2 separate regions of the Sus scrofa genome follow, and region 1 is linked to region 2. The links are chromatin contacts, called in public HiChIP or PLAC-seq maps. All regions are on one chromosome and are shown on one strand. Each heading gives the region's core, a stretch centred on a gene start, on an enhancer-like site or on the middle of the called end of the contact. The rest is flanking DNA. Distances are from core to core; before and after follow the strand shown.

The links. HiChIP or PLAC-seq counts read pairs in DNA pulled down with a chosen protein or histone mark.
Region 1: an H3K27ac HiChIP or PLAC-seq map of alveolar macrophages shows a contact between it and region 2. The contact joins two enhancer-like sites. A contact is called at or near these places in 2 of 47 Hi-C or Micro-C datasets (embryonic fibroblasts and liver) and 1 of 2 datasets of contacts at active chromatin or transcription factors (alveolar macrophages).

Annotation. Positions count from the first base shown.
Region 1 is chr7:91,774,428-91,778,296 of Sscrofa11.1, reverse strand. The region is part of intron 8 of RAD51B (DNA repair protein RAD51 homolog 2); the gene reads right to left. Among named protein-coding and RNA genes, the nearest start is that of RAD51B, 180 kb to the right of the region's middle. Within about 2 kb of position 2,551, at least 6 of the 83 cell types and tissues checked have an H3K27ac peak or open chromatin away from gene starts, as enhancers often do. A contact at or near this core is called in alveolar macrophages, where this site is marked.
Region 2 is chr7:91,621,733-91,625,423 of Sscrofa11.1, reverse strand. It overlaps RAD51B (DNA repair protein RAD51 homolog 2), which reads right to left. Exons shown (of 12, transcript XM_021099935.1): 6 at 2,574-2,710. Among named protein-coding and RNA genes, the nearest start is that of RAD51B, 31 kb to the right of the region's middle. Within about 2 kb of position 1,518, at least 1 of the 83 cell types and tissues checked has an H3K27ac peak or open chromatin away from gene starts, as enhancers often do. A contact at or near this core is called in alveolar macrophages, where this site is marked.

The DNA.
Region 1 (3,869 bases), core at 1,302-3,801, 150 kb before region 2:
TTTTTAGAAACAACATTCCAGGAGTTCCCGTCGTGGCGCAGTGGTTAACGAATCCGACTAGGAACCATGAGGTTGCGGGTTCGGTCCCTGGCCTTGCTCAGTAGGTTAACAATCCAGCGTTGCCGTGAGCTGTGGTGTAGGTTGCAGACATGGCTCGGATCCCGTGTTGCTGTGGCTCTGGTGTAGGCCGGGGGCTACAGCTCTGATTGGACCCCTAGCCTGGGAATCTCCACATGCCATGGGAGCAGCCCAAGAAATAGCAAAAAAAAAAAAAAAAACAATATTCCAAAGGGTTATAAGATGAAAAAGCTACTCCACAGAACCTTTTTTTCTACAATAAGATACAGTATCCTGCAATTTCCATAGGCGGAGGACAGGTCTGCTGGTAGTGCTGCTGCTAAATCAAAGCAGAAAAAACTGAGAAGAATTGAGAAAAGAATTAAAATATTTAAATTTTTAAAATCTAATAATTTTAGGAGTTGTCTTGTGGCTCAGTGGGTTAGTGGGCATTGTCACCACAACAGCAAGGGTTGCTGCTGTGGCAAGGATTCAACCCCAGGCCCAGGAACTTCCTCAGGTGGTGGGAGCGGACAGAAAAAAAAGAAGAAAAAAAATCGCGTAATTTTAAACCCTTAACAAATCTATAAGGCTTTTCTTTTTAAGCAGTTAAATCATCATTCACAAGAGCTTCTGTATCTTGCTGTTATAGGCTGAATGTCTTCCTCCAAAATTCATATGTTAAAGCCCTATCTTTCCCCCCTCCCCTCTCCTCAATCAGATGATATTTGGAGGTAAGGCATCTGGGAGGTAATTAGGTTTAGATTAAGTCAAGAAGGTGGGATCCTCATGATGGGATTCATGCCCTTATGAGAAGAGGAACACAAGAGGTCTTGCCCTCTCTCCACACACAAGCACTGGGGAAAGGCCAGATGAATACAGAGCAAGAAGGCAGCTGTCTACAAGCTAGGAAAAGAGCCCTCACCAAGAAATGAATCTGCAGGTACCTAGATCTTGGACTTCTCAGCATCCAGAAATATAAGAAATAAATATCTGTTGTCTAAGCCACTCAGTCTATGGTATGTTATTACAGCTACCTGAGCTAAATGAGATACACTCTTTTCTCCTATCCCATATTACACCTGCGCTTGTTCTCCAGTCACTAACTAATACCTACTATAGAACAGGAGTCAATAGAGAGATCAAGCATTTTCACTTTGTTTCACATACTTATGCATGAGAATGCTTTGCTTCTTGATTTTAACTTCAAATGCAGATGTGCAGAACATTTCATGCTTCTCTCTAAAAAAAGCCCAACTTGTAAAACCTAAATTACTTCTTATGTGATCCTCACTGGTTTTTGTTTCCTACGGTTAATGGATTTTTGGCAGAAGGTCTTGTTCATGACTCCTGGATAATATATTAAGATACAGAATTAATTTACCTTCCCTCATACTCAAAATTAACTGAACTAGGGGTTCCTGCTGTGGCAAAGTGGGTTAAAGATCTGACTGCCGTGGCTCAAGTCACTGAAGAGGCTCAGGTTTGAACCCAAGCCTGGTGCAGAGGATCAAAGGATCTGACCTTGCCACAGCTGCAGCTTGGATTCATCCCGGGCCCAGGAATTTCCAGATGCCACAGGTACAGCCATTAAAAACAATTAACAATTAAAATTAACAATTTTGTATTCAGCCTCTACTATGGGAAAGTCATGACGAGATAAGAAGTTAAAAAGCAAGAGCTGTCCTTAAATTATTTACTTGTATTGTCTATTGCCCAAATGTAAGGTGCACTCTCGCCAATGCATCAAATCCTTTCAATTTTCTAAGAAGCAACAGCATCAGGTGGGTGAGGCCCGTCCTTTCCTCTCAACTTCACACTAATCCTGCCTGCTAGAACAGACTGCAGCTGGGCCAGAAGTAAAATGTCACAACGTTCCCACTGGTCATTAATGAGCACCCACCCACTAATTAGACTATAACCAGTAAGAAAGGGAAGGAAGGAAGGAGGGAAAAGAAGGGTAGAGAAAGAGAAAAGGAGGAAAAAAAAAAAAAAAAGGTTGTCATAAAGCCATCTGTTTTAAGGTCATCAAGACCAAAGTTTAAGAAGAAAAATGTGAATTTTTACTTGTACTGAAAGGAACACTTACAACTATATTTGGCCCAAATAAAAAATTTCAGACCTACATCAGTGTCCTAATAATCTCACCAGTTAAACCAGTGCCCGAATAAAATCAAGGATTCAAAACAGATCTTGCTTCTTTGGCATTTTAAGCCGTTTAAATAGAATGGGGAAATCTACTCAATATTCTGTGATAGCCTATCTGGGGGAAAAGAACCAAAAAAAGAATGGAAAAATGGATATATGTATATTATATACAACTGACTCACTTTGCTGTACACCAGAAATTAACACAGCATTATAAATCAACTATACTCTCATAAAACTTAAAAAAAAAAAAAAAAAAAAAACATATGGATTGAGGAAGAAGAAACCCATCAACACTATGGCTCAATGCTATGTCCACAGCCTCCCACAGCCTATCATCTGAAGCAAATGAGTCTATATCATTTTATCCTTTCCCAACCCCATTTTGCAGAGTTCATAACTACAATTTCCCAACACTTCCTACAAGTTGGTTTCAAAATAATTTGCACATGAAGACATCCACATTAATTTGTTTAAAGTGCTTTTCTCCTTCTCCTGCTCGATGATTATTTGCATTGTTGTTTTCTCAAGGAGACAGTGAATAGTCACTCAGGCTGCTGGCACTGCTGTTTCTGGGCCAATTACACAAGATAGGAAGCTGGCAATAGACGTAAGAAACTTGTTTTACCACCACGCTTTGCTGCAACTTGATGGGCCATAAGAAGTTCACTGCCATATTCAGCCATGTCCTTTCCTTATTCTTTACAAAAAGGTTTAAGACTTAGTCCTCATTTGTAAAGTCTCAGCATGCTTCCTCCTTTTACAAGATTTTCTACAAACTGTAATGGAAAAGCTACCTCAGGGCACTTTATATAACTTTAGTCCTCTCAGGGGTTTTGTCATTCCTGGTAATTTGGCTTTAGAACTGAAAACCTTCCCGATGCTTAGTCTCCTTGGATTGTTTTTGTTTTAATTCCAGCTCTTTTCTCCAGAAGAGGGTTGCTCTCTCTACTTCCTTGTTGAAAACTATTTTTTTTTTTTACATTAATTTTCAAAATGAGGGTGGGCGCAAGGTTGCTGATCAGCTCTACAACTTTTCTAAAGATCTGCAGATCAAGCCAGGGAAGTAGAGTCTGGTTTGCTCTTGCGGAAAAAGTGATAGACAAATTTGGAAACTACTGCTTAAAGAGTCCAAGTTCCAAATCTTACTGAAAACATTCAGGAGCTTGAAATCCCTTTCTATCCTCATCTAAGAAAAAGTTGGTATTAAAAAAACTGTAAAGTTGGTAATACTTCTCAGTCATCAAGTTATCTTTTCCAAAACAGCATTCTGATCAGTATAATGCAAATGAATCACCAATAAAGCAATTAAATTCCACCCAAGATATTCCTGTACTAAAATCCAAAGGAAAATGCCTGGCAAAACACATCACAGGATCTGCCAAACCCCGAACATCTGAAAACAAATAATAACTCTAGGATGCTTTGCCAAGCCCCCAAAAAGCCAAGGGCCACCCTTCTTTGAGAACGTCTGCAAGTTTCTGAACATCTACTTCGGCTTCCTTTCTAAGCCCTCCAGTGTCAAAGGTCAAGAACCACCAACCAGAGAATTAATAAAACTGAAGCTCTTAGGTAAATAAACTTCAAACTCCAAAGCTCTGTCAGATAGATTCACACACAGTTCATCTGCTGAGGGAGGATTTTTTTTTCCCCCATTCAAGGAG
Region 2 (3,691 bases), core at 269-2,768:
CTCTTCAGAGGTTGGGGAGGTAGAGCTGAAAGTTCAAACCTATAATGACATGACTGATTCCTCTGGCAACCAGCTCCCATTAGATGCACTCTAGGGACCCACCGAGAGCCATCTCATTAGCATAAACTCAGCTATGGTTGAAAGGGGTTAATTACGAAAAACAAATGATGCTCCTCTAAGCGCTGTCACTCAGGAAATTCCAGAGGATTTTCTGGAATTTCTTTTGCCAGGAACCAGGATGATGACACAATATATTTTTCTTTTTATATCACAATATTCCATGCCCAGATCCATTAGATTATTGGCATTTATAATTTGGTGATATTCTATCATTCCTTCTTCATTTATTATGGAATACTTCTATAAAAAGACATATTTATTACTCAGTAATCCAGTTCATATAAAAAAAGGGAGATTAAAAAAAGGAAATCAAGCATTTAACTCATTTTCAAAACAGTAGGTTGCTTCTCTGGAATTTTCCAATGGTCATCAATTTGTTGCTTTTCATTTCTTAAATATCATAGACTCGTGTGTTTTAATCCATGTCTATTACATTATTATCGTATTGGTTCTCAATTTGTTTCATCTTTGGCCAGTGGGAGCTCTTCAGGTTGACTCCTGAGTCCTTCTGACACTCCTTTAAAGTAGGCTTTGATAGCTTTCTTGCTATCTGATAAGGTGTTGCAGACTCAACTTAAAAACTTTCTAATACTCTGGTTATCTTTGGAGTGAATAAATCTTTCATCTTTGACTTAAAAAAAAAAAACACACACACACAGAAAACAAAAAAAAAACTTCTTGCTCCTGCTCCATAGCCAGAATCAGCCACTCCCCCAGGAACCCTCACTCCTTTTATGGGAAATGGTATCTGGATTTCATGATCTGAGAGCAATACCTGACAATTCCTTCTTTTATCTTACATTTTCTGAGCAGTTGGTATGTGTCTGTTTCTGGATTTGGCTTTGGAGATACAAAGATGTAACACAAACTCAAAGAGCTAACATACTAGTGGCATACACTTAGAAAGAACAGATAATCAAGACATGTAGAACAGGGAATTTCCGTCATGGCGCAGGAGAAACAAATCCAACTAGGAACCATGAGGTTGCGGGTTCAACCCCTGGCCTCGCTCAGTGGGTTAAGGATCCAGCACTGCCATGAGCTGTGGTGTAGGTTGCAGAGAAGGCTTGGATCTGGCATTGCTGTGGCTGTGGTGTAGGCCAGCAGCTGTAGCTCCGATGAGACCCCTCGCCTGGGAACCTCCATATGCCACAGGTGCAGCCCTAAAAAGACAAAAAAAGAAAAACCCAAAAACAAAAAGATGTAGAACAAAGCAAATAAGCTCTAGGCAAAATAATCCATTTGGAATTCATTTGGTCAGGTGATATACTTTGATCTCTGTAGTTGAGAAATGAGCAAGATTCACTGTGACATAATTAGAGGAAGACCCAAAAGATTATGCCTATACTGTAACTTGGCTAAGGAAACAAAACTGAAACTGTCTCCAGATGTAAAAAGCACTCCTGTTTATGAATGTCAATCAGAGCAGGGGAATACAGGGCCAGACTTATCTTCAGATGTAGAGAATTACACAAATAACCAAGTGCCTTTCTCACAGAACCGTAACAGTCCTTGCCAGAGTAAGGAGGTCTTTCTAAGCAGGTATATACTTATTATCAGTGTGTCCCTTGCTTTTAAACCACACTATTTCAGAAATTAAAATATTTTTCAATCAAAAAATGTTTTCAGGAGTTCCTGTTGTGGCTCAGTGGGTTACAAACCCAACTAGTATCCATAAGGACGCGGGTTCAATCCCTGGCCTTGCTCAGTGGGTTAAAGGATTTAGTGTTGCCGTGAGCTGTGGTATAGGTCACAGACATGGCTCAGATCCCACGTTCCTGTGGCTGAGGTGCCGGCCGGCAGCTGCAGCTCCAATTCAACCTTAGCCTGGGAACTTCCATGTGTTGTGAGTGTGGCACTAAAAAGACGAAAAAAAAAAAAGTTTTGAAAATTGCAATTTTTCCACTCACTAATACTTTACTACCAACTAGAAATTATTTACAAAGCAGCTTATCTTTTGTATTTCTTATTAATTTTCTCTCTTTTCCATTTTCTACTTACATTCCTTCCTCTATTTCTTAAACTTGTTTCTTTCTTTCTGCAAAACACATCTTATCCAGAAACCCCACTTAAATCAGTAAGAAAAGAAAAGACAAAAAGAAACTGTTTCCTGTGTCAATTTTAAAAGGAAAACTCCAAAAGAAAGAAAAAAAAAGGGGAGTGGGGAGTTCTTGATGTGGTACAATGGGTTAAGAACCTGGCATTGCCACAACGGTGGCATAGGTCATAGCTCTGGCTGGGATTCAGTCCCTGGCCTGGGAACTTACATATGCTATGGGGACAGCCAAAAAAGAAAAAAATAAATAAATGATAAAAGGAAAATTTATTTAAAACAGTATCTAACACTCTGTATTCTCAAAAATAAAAAGTAAATGTTAACTTGTCTATATATGTTATATGCTATATATGTTACAAAAATAAGCATTATAATGGACAAAAATAAAATCTCCTACCTTTCAGCACTAAATGCTGACTCTGTGTCAATGTATACAACAGCTCCTTCTAATCCTCCCATGTCAATAGGTAATGTAGCCAAAATGCTCATCATTATACAAAACTGAGTTTTCCCACAACCTGGTGGACCTGTAATCTAAAAAAAAAAAAAAAGAAAGAAAAAATGTTATTTGTATAAACATTACAATCTAGTCAAAGCAAAATCCTTTTAAGAATTACCATGTTGGGAGCTCCTATTGTGGCTCAGCAGGTTACAAAACTGACTAGTATCCACGAGGAAATGGGTTCAATCCCTGGCCTTGCTCAGTGGGTTAAAGATCTGGCGTTGCCATGAGCTGCAGCGTAGGTGGCAGACTCAGCTCAGATTTGGTGTTCCTGTGGCTGTGGCGTAGAAGAGCAGCTAAAGCTCTGATTCAGCCCCTAGCCTGGGAACTTCCATATGCCCCAAGTGCAGCCCTAAAAAAACAAAAAACAAAACAAAAAAAGGAAAAAGAAAAGAAAAGAACTGCCACATATAAAGCCCAATTAACCTGGGTCCCCAGAGAGAACATTCTAATACACCCTTTGTATATAATAAATTACTTCTCCCTTATTCATCTGGATTGGTACTGGTTATGCATCATCCTTGGGATATGAAAAAACAGTCACCCAAATCAGCCTCTCTGTTCTGTAGTTCAGATAAAAAACTTTGGTTGAGAAGGGCTGGAGCATTCATTTATACGTTTACACCTTGAGGCCTATACCTTTTCCTCATTAAGATATTTATAGAAAGATCTTGAAAATATTTAAGAGCTTTAATAATGGGTTTAGCATTTGTTATAAATTGGTCTTTCAAAACAATTCTGTACTAGCCCTGTTAAAAGGTACTTTGATCTTTACTCTTAAGAGTAAAGCATTTGGAAGTAACAGATATTGATGTATACAATTTCAAAATTTCAAATTTGGTTCAGCCAAAAAAAAAAAAAAAAAAACCACAATGACAGTGTGGGAGGTGGATGTGTGTGTATAGAAGAGAGATAAAAATGAGACAAAATTCAATAACTGCTAATCTAGGTGATTCATACTTTGAGGCGTATATTTTAAATTTTTAGTTAGTGGAAAGCTATTTTGAGACTAT